Linked DNA regions of Triticum aestivum: region 1 is linked to region 2. A link is a contact called in public Hi-C data. All regions are on one chromosome and are shown on one strand. Each heading gives the region's core, a stretch centred on a gene start, on an enhancer-like site or on the middle of the called end of the contact. The rest is flanking DNA. Distances are from core to core; before and after follow the strand shown. Region 1 holds the start of LOC123127868 (ATP-dependent zinc metalloprotease FTSH 7, chloroplastic). Region 2 holds the start of LOC123127866 (homeobox-leucine zipper protein HOX24).

Region 1 (6,490 bases), core at 2,649-5,148, 310 kb before region 2:
ATCGGGAGCTTCAACCTGTCATGAAAATGTCTGTCACATCTGAAAACTAAGAAGCAAGTGATACACTTGTTTGAGAATAAAAGCTAACCGTGACTACACGGTCAAATCTCCCTGGGCGCCGAAGGGCAGGATCCAAAACATCTGCCCTGTTTGTTGCTCCAAGTACAATGACAGCTGAGTTGGTATCAAAACCATCCATTTCCTAAAAAAAGAGAAAATTAACAATGGCCAAACAAAGAATAGGGTGCCATGGAAGTAAAGACTGAAAAGTAAGAAACTATTGTTATTATCCTACCGTGAGCAGTTGATTTAGTGTCTGCTCACGCTCATCGTTGCTGACGATACGGTACCGGCCATCACGACTTTTTGCCACGGCATCAATCTACAAAGAGCAGCCGAATGCAAAGGGTTAGCATGCATCTGAATAGAAAACAAGTAATTATATCCACAAATGCTAGATTACCTCATCAATAAAAATAATTGACGGTGATTCCTTTTTGGCCCTAGCAAATAGTTCACGTACTCGAGCTGCTCCCATGCCTACATATAGCTCCACAAATTCACTTGCAGAACAACTTATGAAAGGAACTTCCGCTTCCCCTGCTACAGCTTTAGCAAGGAGTGTCTTTCCAGTTCCTGGAAGGCCCACCTGTAAAAAGGATTGCACTGTAAGTAACAAACGCAATAACCAAGCAACACTCACTACTATAAATAAATGCAGAACTAACCAACAAGACACCTCGAGGAGGACGTGCACCAAGACGAATATATTTTTCTGGGTTCCTTAGGAACTCCTGAACATAATGAAAAGATAAAACCAGGTTATTTTCCTCCAATCAATAGATAGACCAGAACATCACTGCACATACTAGAATACAAGATTACCAGTAACAAGTCATCATAAAACCCATACCACAATTTCTTCCAACTCTTCTTTGGCCTCGTCAACTCCAGCCACATCAGCGAATGTAACTATATCGGCAGTTTCTGAAACTTTTGCCCCACCAGAGTTCAAATTCTTTCGATTCCTCAGCTGGCCTGTTGATTGCTGGTAATACACAAGAAATAATAATGTCTATAAAAAAATCAAATTTAAAGACCATATTCACCAGTTGACTGGGGTAGAAAAATATAAACACATGTCAGTACCTGAGAAAAGCTTATTGGCAGTCGCTGAAGAACTACTGCAATTAATACAACATAAATAAGAGCCACCTGCACAATATAAGAGTGTAATTAGGGCCAAAAGCACAGGTTGAAGAGAGACTTGTACACGTGGACATGAACACTGAGCAATGTAAACATACACAAACATCTTACAAGATTACCCCTTGCGCCTATCAACACGCATCGGTACATTGTTTGGAGTCTGCGAAATTTCTATTTTGTGGATCAAATTAAGGATTGCATATTCCTGTATTAGGCTAGGTACATAAGTTCACATATAAAACTGGGGTTCAATTTATCTTTTTTTCATGTGAAGAAATCCATCACCAGTTCCATACACAACAACAACAACAACAAAGCCTTTAGTCCCAAACAAGTTGGGGTAGGCTAGAGGTGAAACCCATAAGATCTCGCGACCAACTCATGGCTCTGGCACATGGATAACAAGCTTCCACGCACCCCTGTCCATAGCTAGTTCTTTGGTGATACTCCAATCCTTCAGGTCTCTCTTAACGGACTCCTCCCATGTCAAATTCGGTCTATCCCGACCTCTCTTGACATTCTCCGTGCGCTTTAGCCGTCCGCTATGCACTGGAGCTTCTAGAGGCCTGCGCTGAATATGCCCAAACCATCTCAGACGATGTTGGACAAGCTTCTCTTCAATTGGTGCTACCACAACTCTATCTCGTATATCATCATTCCGGACTCGATCCTTCCTTGTGTGGCCACACATCCATCTCAACATACGCATCTCTGCCACACCTAGCTGTTGAACATGTCGCCTTTTAGTCGGCCAACACTCAGCGCCATACAACATTGCGGGTCGAACCGTCGTCCTATAGAACTTGCCTTTTAACTTTTGTGGCACTCTCTTATCACAAAGAATGCCAGAAGCTTGGCGCCACTTCATCCATCCGGCTTTGATTCGATGGTTCACATCTTCATCAATACCCCCATCCTCCTGCAGCATTGACCCCAAATATCAAAAGGTGTCCTTCTGAGGCACCACCTGCCCATCAAGGCTAACCTCCTCCTCCTCACACCTAGTAGTACTGAAACCGCAAATCAGGTACTCAGTTTTAGTTCTACTAAGCCTAAACCCTTTTGATTCCAAGGTTTGTCTCCATAACTCTAACTTCCTATTTACCCCCGTCCGACTATCGTCAACTAGCACCACATCATCCGCAAAGAGCATACACAACGATTGTAGGGTTGATTAAATATGTAGTTATGGAGTACATACTAACAAAATTTAGCAACAAGTACTCCTGTTTGCTTGCTATAAAAAGCAGCCGCTGGGAGAATTGAACAAATGTTATGCTTTTGTTTCAAGCAGAACAAAAAAAATATTGGATTCTAATCTCTTGCGAGCATCTCTAAGTATTGACACATAACAAAACACTGGTTTTCTTTTTCTCCTTCATTGCCAGTACGTCACATCTAACTAGTTAACATATATAAAATCTAGATTGCTGAAACAAACCATACTAAAGGAAATAACATTACAAATTATTCCTCCTTATTTAAACTAAACGCCATCTCTAATTCTACAATCTCCGTCACCATATGTAGTAAATCATATTTCCCCTGTTTCCTATTGACATGTCACTAATGGCCTAAAATGCTATGCTTGCAACAATTTTCAAGCCACAATAATCAAACGTGTAAGGTGTAACACAGATAACTTTCAGCTGAAATGCCTTACCAAAGCTGAATTGAGCATGCCGCCGGACCTCCTATCTGGCGACCCAAACTCAACACTATTCTCCACCATCTTCTCATATGGAGTCTTAATGTCCACTGGTCGTGTGGTTGTGAAGACGATTCTCCTCGAAATGGCAGCATCAGCAACGCCATCTGCTTGTGTTTGTGGCTGCTCCACCACGCTGGCCTCAACCTCTGGACGGAGCCGGAACATAACGTGCACCCCATCCACCTCAACCTTTTTCACTTGGTCCTTATCAATGCTCGCCAGGAAGTCGCTGTAGGGGACGCTGATGTAAGTGGTCTGCGGCCGGGGCTCTGAGCCAGGCAACGTGATCTCCGGCCGCAGCATGCGGAGGGCGAATATGGCAAACCCGAGCTGTAGCAGGAGGAACCCCATCTCCCGGCCCTGCACTATGGGCTCCCAAAACCATCGGCCAACACCGCCGCCCTTAGCCACCCGCCGGCGCCACTTGTTTTCCCCCCTCTTGGACGAAGAGGGCGGTGACGACGGCGGCGTCGCGGCCGCGCTGGTGGTGCTCGTGCCCGCGCTATCACCTCCTTGCTCCGCCGCCGCGTCGCGGTCGCCGTCCCCGGTGGACGAGGCCTCCCCTGACCCGGAGGCGCCGTCGCCGTCGCGCTCGACGTTGGCGCGCGCCGCCGGCGGGCAGCGAATGCGGCGATGGATGAGGGCGAACCCGAGGCCCCGGGGCGGCACGGCGGACAGGCGGACCGACGCGGCGCTGCCTCTGTAAGCAGGTCGCCTGCAGAGGGGGCGCAGGAGCGACCGGGAGGGGGGCACGATGGGGAGCGAGACGAGGGTTTCGGCGGCGGCGGCGGAGGCCATGGGAGAGGCAGGGGGGCGGGCCCCGAACCTAGATTCGCGACCGGGAGGATGGGGGCAGCTCGAGGACCTCGCGTGGAGGAATCGGTGGGGAGGGCGGGCGGAGTGAGGTGGGGAGATGAGGAACAGAGGAAGGCAGAGGACGAGACGAACCGAGACGGGGAGCGAAGGGTGTCGCCGTTGCCTGCGTGTCTCGCCGTCACGCCGGGCTGTTAAATCCTGTTCGGGTGAATAACCTGCGGTCACCGAGAGGTGCACGTATTATTTCACTGATGCAAGGGTCCCATTCGTGGGCCGCGTGTTTGTGGGCCCATTCTCAGTAGAAAGCTGCGACGTTTCTTGGATTTCAGTGGCTTATCCGTTCCGTGGAGATATGGCACGGAGCCGGCGGAGAGGGAGGGGGGTTAACGGGATTGGTGGGGACGAGCTCCTCGTTGTCAGTGAGAGCAGGGGCGTGAGTCAGAAGGTGGGGTCGCTCGAGATATTTGGCAAGTCGGATGGTGCAGGGCGGCGCGCTGCCCATGTCCACAGAAACGATGAACGAGTTCCGAATTTGGGAGCATATCTATCTTCCACTGCAGAGAAAGAAAAACAATGGATTTGCTAATTTTGTGTGGATTTCTGAACAAACGTGCACCTTCTTTGTCACTGAGCTACTACAGTGGAAGGGTAGATGATCAAATTTGTAAGACGCTGCCCTGCAAGCAAGTATAAATAGTAAGCAAAATTGTAGGACTCTGCAAACATGTGCAAATAGTAACCGTGACTAATATGTACTCGTAATAGTTGTTTTAGGCTTAGTACTAGGTAAGTGTCAGTGTGTTGCAACAGGAGAGCGTTATATATGCATGGGTCATATATGCAGATCATTCTATAAAAAATCAACTCAACCTAAAACTTTATTGGGCTTAATCCTAATTTTGTTAAGCATCATACATGGGCAATGCATGTATTTTTTTAAATAAATATATGTGTATGGTATATGGTTGAATGCCCCATGCCATATGTCTTGACTCTTGAGAGCCTAACTCAATTTCCTTTCCGTCAACAAAACCAATATAAATCCTCAAAAAAAAACAATATAATATGTTGAATATGTATCACAAAATTACTACAAGTCCACACAGCATGAGCAACTTCTTGCAATGTTTATCTAGCCATTGTCAAGGCTGGCCTATAATCTGGCATGTTTCCTCTAATTTGCATCCATTTTCAGGAAGTTTTCTCTACTGTTAGCTGAATGTTTGCCTGATAAAAACACATTAGAAAAAAATAAAAACATGCAACAAAGAATACTCTCAAATTTAGAAATTCCTTGCTCGGAATTCAGTCATTTGCCCTAAAGAGGTGAGGAAGACGAGCCGAGGTGTGACGCCCCGAGACCGATGTGCCAGGTGTCCTCCAGTTATTCGTTGTTGTTACCTTGTCATTGCTTGCGTGTCATGCATCTCATATCATGTCATCATGTGCATTTCATTTGCATACATATTCGTCTCATGCATCCGAGCATTTTCCCCGTTGTCCGTTTTGCAATCCGGCGCTCCTATGTCACCCGATGTCCCTTTCTACCTCTTTTCGTGTGCGGGTGTTAAACGTTTTCGGATTGGACCGAGACTTGTCATGCGGCCTTGGTTTACTACCGGTAGACCGCCTGTCAAGTTTCATAGCATTTGGACTTCGTTTGATATCCCAACGGTTAACCGAGGGACCGAAAAGGCCTCGTGTGTGTTGCAGCCCAACACCCTTCCAATTTGGCCCAAAACCCACCTAAACCTCCTCCATCATCTCGGACGTTCGATCACGCGTGGCCGAAAACCGCACCTCATTTGAACTCTCCTAGCTCCCTCTACCTATAAATATGTGCACCCCGTCAAAATTCGCGGACGAAACCCTAGATCTCACCTCCCTCCGCGCCGTCGGACATGTCCGCTCGCCGGCGGACGCGTCCATCTCGCCGGCCATATCACTCCAGCCAATCGTGAGGCGCCACGACTTCACCGCCGCCTCCCTCCTCCACTCAGGCGCCGCCACCTGGCCCTGCGTCGCCGCCTCTCCCGCGCGGGCCCGGGAGGCCCAGATCCCCCCCCCGGCCCGGTGCGCCGCCGCCGCCCGAGGCCTCGCCTCCCCGTGCCGCGCCCGAGAGCTCCTCCGCCGCCTTGCTCTTCCTCCGCCGCGCCGGCGCCGCCTCAGCGGCTTGCCACCTCGTCGCCGACCGCCGCCCGCCGCGCCTCCGTCGCCTTCGCCGGCCACGGTCGCCGTCCGGCTCCGCCGCCCCGCCGCCTTGAGCTCACCCGAGGCCGCCGCACCACCGTGCCGCCTCGCCGGAGCTGCTCACCGGCCGGCGCCGCCTCGCCTCCCCGCCTCTCCTTCGACTCCGGCGACCCGAGCTCCTCCGGTGAACAGGAACTCCAGCCATCCTCGTAATCCGCACCGATCCAGATCTGGATCCACTTCGACGGTTGACTTTCTTCCCGTAGCCCTAATTATTTTGCATTTTTCATCACGTCATAACTCTGCATCCGTAGCTTCGATTCGTGCGTGTAGCATATCAAAATGTTTGTCTCGACGAGTACATCATTTTATCTCATTGTATCATTTTCATTTGAGCTCATCTTGATGCCCGAAATGCTGTTGGAAGAGGGCTATGTGAGGAATATGTCAGATCTGTTTCAGCAAATGGCATTTTGTCATTTTTGCCATGATTAATGTGTGCATGCTATGATCCTGAGCTCTATATGCGTTTTGTTATATGTCATGCCATCTTTACAGGGGTGC
Region 2 (6,856 bases), core at 2,693-5,192:
GACGAAGCTCCATTTGGATGTCCTTGGACTGACCCTATTGTCATGGAGTTTCTAGAACATGTTCACAATGAAACGGGCTCAACCAGCAAGAATAGCGTGGCCAATGAGCCGCAGGGTGTTCCAAAGACATCAGTACCACACTTGTCGGAACATGTGTAGAGATAGTAACATTGCGTTTCCATTCGATGCGGAGGTTTTATATGTATAGTTAGGCTTCAGTTGCTGTTCTGCAGCTGAAATGTGCTACACTTGCTCCACCAACACAAAGGTATACCTTCTGCTCGGTTCCTCATTGTTCAGTTTCATTTTTTACCTGGCATACATTTTTTATCCGTTGGCAAATACAGTATTTTCTAATTTTCTTACCTCTGCATACTTTACTTGGCACAGGTTCTGAACATCTTAAAAATTTATTGGCGTCGGTAATCCATCGCTGGCTCCCCATTTTACTGACATTTCGACATGAAGTAATTATTTGCCATTTGGAAGGCTTGTTGTATCAAACTGTACCATTGTATAGAGTATTTCAACCGCATTCATCCATGCATGTACCCATCACGGCATCACCCCCTCTTGTATGTGTTCTCACACTTGATCCCATGGAAATGTACAGGCAGTCGCTTCATCCAATCCATCACGCCCACACAAAGGGCTGAACACTTTTAACTGCAGAATACTAGAATGTGCCAAAACCAGAGCACCGAGTTTGGAGTCCTGGTTTTCAGCGACAGCTTCAGTCATCTCAATTTGTAAAGGGACTTTAGCTGACCTAGCAGATTATCAAATGGTAAACAAGAGTTGCCCCCTCTCTCTATCCTAATAGCATCACAATCAATAGGCATGGCCTTCCACTTCCATGGTCATAACATTACAGTCAGTAGGTTTGACGTGTCGTCATGTTTTGGTTGAACAGGAGTTGCATGACACTGATAACTGATAACTAACAAAATTTCTACTGACCAGTCTACCATGCCATGATAATTTAGAATCAAGCGCCCGGCTCGTTGTCATATCAACATTGAGGGCTTCTTTGATTTGCATGAATTTCAAAACGCAGGAATACGAAAAAGTACTACATGATTGGAGTGGTGTGTTTATTTGAATCCTAATTAGCAAACCAAATTAATCTGAACCACAGATTGTTCGGTACCACAGAAAAAACAAATGAACTGTAAAAAGATATTAAAGTTTTTTTTTGAAACGAAGACAAAAGATTTGTCTCATCAATTAACTAAAAAGAGAATTGCTAGTTAATCAATGAAAACCGGATGAAAACCAATACAAACCAATCACATGTGTACTACTCAAAGAGGATGCAACCCCATAAGCGCACAATCAACCCAACAACCATGCCCAACACGCACTGACCATCAACCCTCACACTCCTAGTTCGCAAAGAAATTTCCAACGAGAGTACCAAGCACAACCTAAAAAACTGATGACCATTCATCAAGCAGCTGCGAACGTCTTTTTTGTGGCGTCACTCTTCTTACTTTTGTTTCTGAGAGCCTTCTCCATGATTGTCTTGTCAGATCCAGGGCTAACCGCCTCCAAACGTTTGAGCAAGCTGTGAATCTCTATCGCAAAGAGAATCGCATCAACCTTGTCACACATAGACTAGTGATTAAAGTGGATGCTAAATTTCCTGTCAAATATAACACAGATGGCCTCTTGGTAAATTTTCTATAAGATCCAATCCTACGAACCAATTCCTTGCAATCGTTGCTTCTCCAAACGTTTGAGCAAGCTGTGAATCTCTATCTCAAAGAGAATTGCATCAACCTTGTCACGAACAGACTAAGTGATTAAAGTGGATGCTAAATTTCCTGTCAATATAACACAAATGGTCTCTTTGTAAATTTTCTATAAGATCCAATCCTACGAATCAAGATAGTATAAAATTCCTTGAATCAAAGAAGCGCCAAGTTTCTTCTCCTTGCAGTCGTTGCTTCCTCTTAGAAGAAAGCACTGTCAGACTAAGCGAAATGGGTGCTCCTGTATTTGTAGAGGGCAAAGGTGTCACTACACACGGGTGTACCAACATCGTGGGTGAACTGCAAACTAAAAACAACACAAAAAAGGTAAATTCGAAAAAATTCCAAACTTTTTTTGTCAACAATAGGCCCAAATGTTTCTAGGTGATTATACACAAGAGAAACAAAATGATGATGAAAACTGTGAGCAGTGAATTCTTTTGTGTGTAAACCTCCTCAAATCGCTTAAAACGTTTGAGTATATTGATGTCACAAAATTCCATTTTTTTTTTCAAATTTACTGTCCACGAGGTGTGTGGTTACACCCAGGAGTAAAGAAATAACCAATCTTTTTTTAGTAAGAAAAAATAATTAGAACATCTGCGCGCTCCTCACTTGATGTGGCGGGCGGTCGCTTTCTAGGTGAGTGAGTCGTTTCCACTACCCATTCGGCCGCCGGGCCACGCATCCACAACTTCTTTTTCTCGCCGAACCGTCCTCTCCCCCGGCGACAGCCGCGCCTCCCGCGTTGTTTTCCCGCTGCTTCTTTCTCGTCTTTGGCCCCCGCGCGCGACAGTGCCGGACGAACCAACGGTCGACACGCCGGGTGGAGTCCAAAGCAGCAACAGACGATACGAATCATCCCCCCTGTGCTGCCGCGACAGCGACGCTCCTCTCCTCTCGTCGTCTCCGGCGCACGCGCCTTCTGGATCGATCCATCGCCTACAGGCCACAGTAATAGCACGCGCGCGAGAACACAGCAACTGGTGAAAGACGTTCTCTATGGGTAACCAGTGGGTGTATATTTTTCGTCGGCGACGGCGCGACAGGAACCACACGAGTTACAGTCGCCAGACACGCTGCGCGTGATTCTTAAGCCATTTTTCACGGACATGAATCCCAGAGTCGACGGAGCAGATCGCCGGCCGGCCGGCCGGCGGGAAGATTTCTCGCATGTAGATTTCATGGCTGCTTGCACGTGGGATCCCTACCTATCTGTTCTACGATTCTACCTGACGGCCCGATCGACCTGATCTACATAGTCCGGATCAACCAGCTAGACCAGCCAGCAACAACATCGACGTACACAGATGTATGCATATGCAGCGTTGGTTCATGCCACTGCGTTCCACTCCACCAGCGGCCATGACGTCTCCCACAGCTCCGGAGTGGCGCAGAACGGCTCCTGCAGGTCAACCCCATACGCCAGGTGGTTGTCATACTCGTACCAGCCCGGAGTTGAGCCGTCCGAGACGTCTGCCGCCGGCGCCGCGCTCTCATCCTTCGCCACGATGCAGCTGCTAACGTTGTTGCTCTTGTCGTCCACCTCGGCGGCGGCGTCGCAGCTTGCGCTCTGGTCCTGCCGCTCGTTCAGCTTCTTCTTCAGCTCTTCCAGCTGCACATCGAGCAGACGACGCCATTAGCATGCATGCGACTCGCGTATCTGTAATGATCGACGACCGACCATGGAGGATGGAGGATATGGCATGCGTGTGCTGGTTACCTGCGCGGCGAGAGTGAGCTTTTCCTGCTTGAGCGACTCGACGCGGGCGCGGAGGGCGTCGTAATGGCCGCGCAGCTCCGCGAAGTCCTGCTCCAGCTGCTTGGAGCGCCACCGGGCGCGCTTGTTCTGGAACCAGATGGCCACCTGGCGCGGCTGCAGCCCCAGCTCACGCGCCAGCTCCGCCTTCTCCCGGGGCTCCAGCTTGGCGCGCCGCGTGTGGAACGTGCTCTCCAGCGACCGCACCTGCTCCTCCGTGAACCGCCGCTTCCTCTCGCCGCCGCCGCCGCCGCTCAGCTGCTGCTGCTGAAGGAAGTGGCCGTCGTCCCCCGCCGCGGCGTGCATGGGCGGCGGCGGCGCCAGCAGGAACTGGCGGTCGCTCTCCATTTCGGAGCCGTCGCGGTATCAAATCGTCAGAGCGAGAACTCCACTGAACCAAGCTTTGGTAGCGCGTGCACCAGGCGTGCATCTGTGGCGTTTGGAACGTGGCGCGCCGGTCCGGTTTTATACGGGTCCAGAACGGAGCGGCGCGACGCACGCGCACACGTGGCGCCGATCGAAACCCGCGGGCCCGCCGTCGCTGTATCGCGCCGTACAGGTGTCGCGCACCGGGCCGGTGGCCCGCGGGCATATGCACGGAATGGTTATCCGTCTCGAGATCGACTTGGGCCTGGCGCGGGCCGGACACGTGGTGCGCGGGCATGGCTGTAGTGCGAGATCCTCTCTCTCGTTCTGCACACTTTGTTCAACGATGCCACGGTTCCGCGGGGAGGCCAATCGCTGTAGCTAGGTCGACAGCGTCCATGTCGATCGGCACGGCTTCTCCCGGAAGAGATGCCGAGGTGGCTTGTCACGTTGCCTGGGGGGCTCCCCGTTTTCTCGCTGGCTGGGCGCCCTAGGTCTGGGTAGGGTGTCGCTGTGGAGGCCGGCGACGAGATGACGGCTCGGCAGAAGAGAGGAGAGGAGAGGAGAATTCCATGGACATCTTCTCTTCGTCTTTGGATCGTCGTTAAAGCTAGATTAAAAGAGCTTATCTCCAGTTCGATTGGCGTTGCGTCACGTGTCCCTCCAGCTGCTCCGCGTCGACCAAGATACATGTGCGTTGTGCTAGACAAAAAATCGTGTGTTGTTTGTAACCTGTTTGTGATTCGCTCCTGCCAATGAGGCAACGAGGTCTTGGGTTTGTGGCGTTATCCAGTTTTATCTGTATATAGGGTTGCTTAACACTAGTCCATCAGTTGGACAGTTGGACTATTAATCCGCTTATATAGAGTGCAAAGAGCAAGCTGGCGAATGAGTCTGTTGGAAACGAATGTTTTGGCGATGCTTCACGATGTATTGATCGGTGCATAGCGCACGTATATATGGAGTACAAGGTGGACCACAACCTCAACTATATAAAGACTAGGAGGTGGATCGGGCTATACAATATACATGCACAAACCATATATTCAACACCCCCACGCAGTCGAAGCGTCGCCATAGACGCAAAGACTGGACCTGAACTCCTCGAAAACAGAAGTAGGCAGTTCTTTGGTCATGACATCGGCAAACTGTTGCGCCGTCGCGGCGCGGAAAACCCGGATGCGCCCAAGAGCCACCTGCTCACGAACAAAGTGTATGTCGAGCTCAATATGCTTCGTTCGTCGATGATGGACTAGGTTGGCGGAGAGGTACACGGCGGAGACGTTGTCGCAGTAGACGAGCGTGGCCTTGTGAACATCACAAAGCAACTCCTGGAGCAGCTGGCGAAGCCAAGAGCATTCGGCAACGGCGTTAGCCACTGCCCGATACTCTGCCTCGGCACTCGAGCGGGAGACGGTGGGCTGTCGCTTGGAGGACCAAGAGATCAGAGACGGCCCAAGGTAGAAACAATACCCCGAAGTGGAGCGCCGTGTGTCCGGGCAGCCAGCCCAGTCCGCATTAGAGTAGGCGACGAGGTCGGTGGAGGCGGAGGCCGTCAGTGTAAGTCTCATGGACGGGGTGCCGCGTATGTAACGGAGGATACGCTTCACCAAGGTCTAGTGAGAATCACGTGGAGCATGCATGTGAAGACAGACATGCTGAATGGCATACTGCAAGTCGGGGCGCGTTAGGGTGAGGTACTGCAAAGCACCCACAATGGAGCGATAGAAGGCCACGTCGGATGCGGGAGAACCCTCCAGAGCGGAAACCTTGGCCTTGGTGTCGATAGGCGTGGGAGCGGGCTTGCAGTTAAGCATGCCGGCTCGATCGAGAAGCTCATGGGCGTAACGCTGCTGGTGCAGAAAGAACCCATCTGGCCGTCGAACCACCTCAATGCCAAGGAAGTAGTGGAGGGGCCCCAAGTCCTTCAGGGCAAACTCATCGCGAAGACAAGCAGTGAGCCGCTGGAGGAGCGCGACAGTGGATGCCGTCAGGATGATGTCGTCGACGTAGAGCAACAAGTAGGCCGCGTCAACCCCGTGATGGGACACGAAGAGGGACGCGTCAGAGCGAGTCGATATAAATCCGAGCGTCTGCAGGAATGCAGCGATGCGCTGGTACCAGGCCCGAGGCGCCTGCTTCAACCCATAAAGGGAATGGGAGAGCAAGCACACATGGTCTGGATGCGTGGCGTCGACGAAGCCGGTGGGCTGCTCATAGAACACCTGCTCAGCGAGGTGGCAGTGCAAGAAGGCGCTGGAGACATCCAACTGATGCACATGCCAAGCTCGGGAGACGGCTAGCTGAAGCACGGTGTGGATCGTGCCCGGTTTAACAACCGGGGCAAAAGTGTCGGTGAAGTCCACGCCCGCACGTTGCCGAAAGCCTCGAACCACCCAGCGAGCTTTGTAGCGCTCGAGAGTGCCATCTGGACGAGTCTTGTGCTGAAAAACCCACTTGCCCATGATGATGTTGGCACGGGGCGGCCGAGGGACAAGCTGCCAGGTGCGGTTCCGTTGGAGCGCGTCGAACTCTTCCTGCATCACAGCGAGCCAATGAGAACCCCGAAGGGCGGCTCGAGCTGACGATGGGAGAGGAGAGGCTCGGAGACGGAAGCAACGAGAAGATACTCATCGCCAGTGTACTGTGTACTTGGGTGGAAGGTGCCAGCTCGAGAGCGAGTCATCGGGCGGGGCAGTGAGTCCGGGTTGGTGACGGGCGAAGCGAAGAAGAGCCCACCACCTCCAATGCCGCGGGCGAAGCCGCCGCGGGTGTTGTCGCGGCGAGGCCGCCTCGGACGAGGCGGCAGGCGAGGGCGCGGGGGGCGCCGATGAGGCCCGCGCGGCAGCCAGGGAGGCCGAGGGCGCAGTGGGCATCGCGGGTGCCGGGAGGGGTGCAACCCCTAAGGTAGCCAACTGGGGAGGAACTCGACCCGTGGAGCGGGGGGCACCCTCAAAGCTGGGAGGCGGCCCAAGAG

The links. A called contact is a pair of places that touch in the nucleus more often than the background predicts.
Region 1: a contact with region 2 is called in a Hi-C map of an unstated tissue, with 9 times the contacts expected there. The contact joins the promoter of LOC123127868 here to the promoter of LOC123127866 in region 2. A contact is called at or near these places in 2 of 5 Hi-C or Micro-C datasets (leaf and an unstated tissue).

Annotation. Positions count from the first base shown.
Region 1 is chr6A:454,402,585-454,409,074 of IWGSC CS RefSeq v2.1, reverse strand. LOC123127868 (ATP-dependent zinc metalloprotease FTSH 7, chloroplastic) reads right to left here and starts at 3,898. Exons shown (of 13, transcript XM_044547722.1): 1 at 2,873-3,898; 2 at 1,150-1,215; 3 at 914-1,048; 4 at 729-794; 5 at 464-649; 6 at 296-382; 7 at 89-202; 8 at 1-15. The coding sequence starts at 3,718.
Region 2 is chr6A:454,090,852-454,097,707 of IWGSC CS RefSeq v2.1, reverse strand. It overlaps LOC123127866 (homeobox-leucine zipper protein HOX24), which reads right to left and starts at 3,942. Exons shown (of 2, transcript XM_044547720.1): 1 at 3,478-3,942; 2 at 2,756-3,369. The coding sequence starts at 3,861. The coding sequence ends at 3,088. It overlaps LOC123127867 (embryogenesis-associated protein EMB8), which reads left to right. Exons shown (of 9, transcript XM_044547721.1): 8 at 1-268; 9 at 391-563. The coding sequence ends at 159.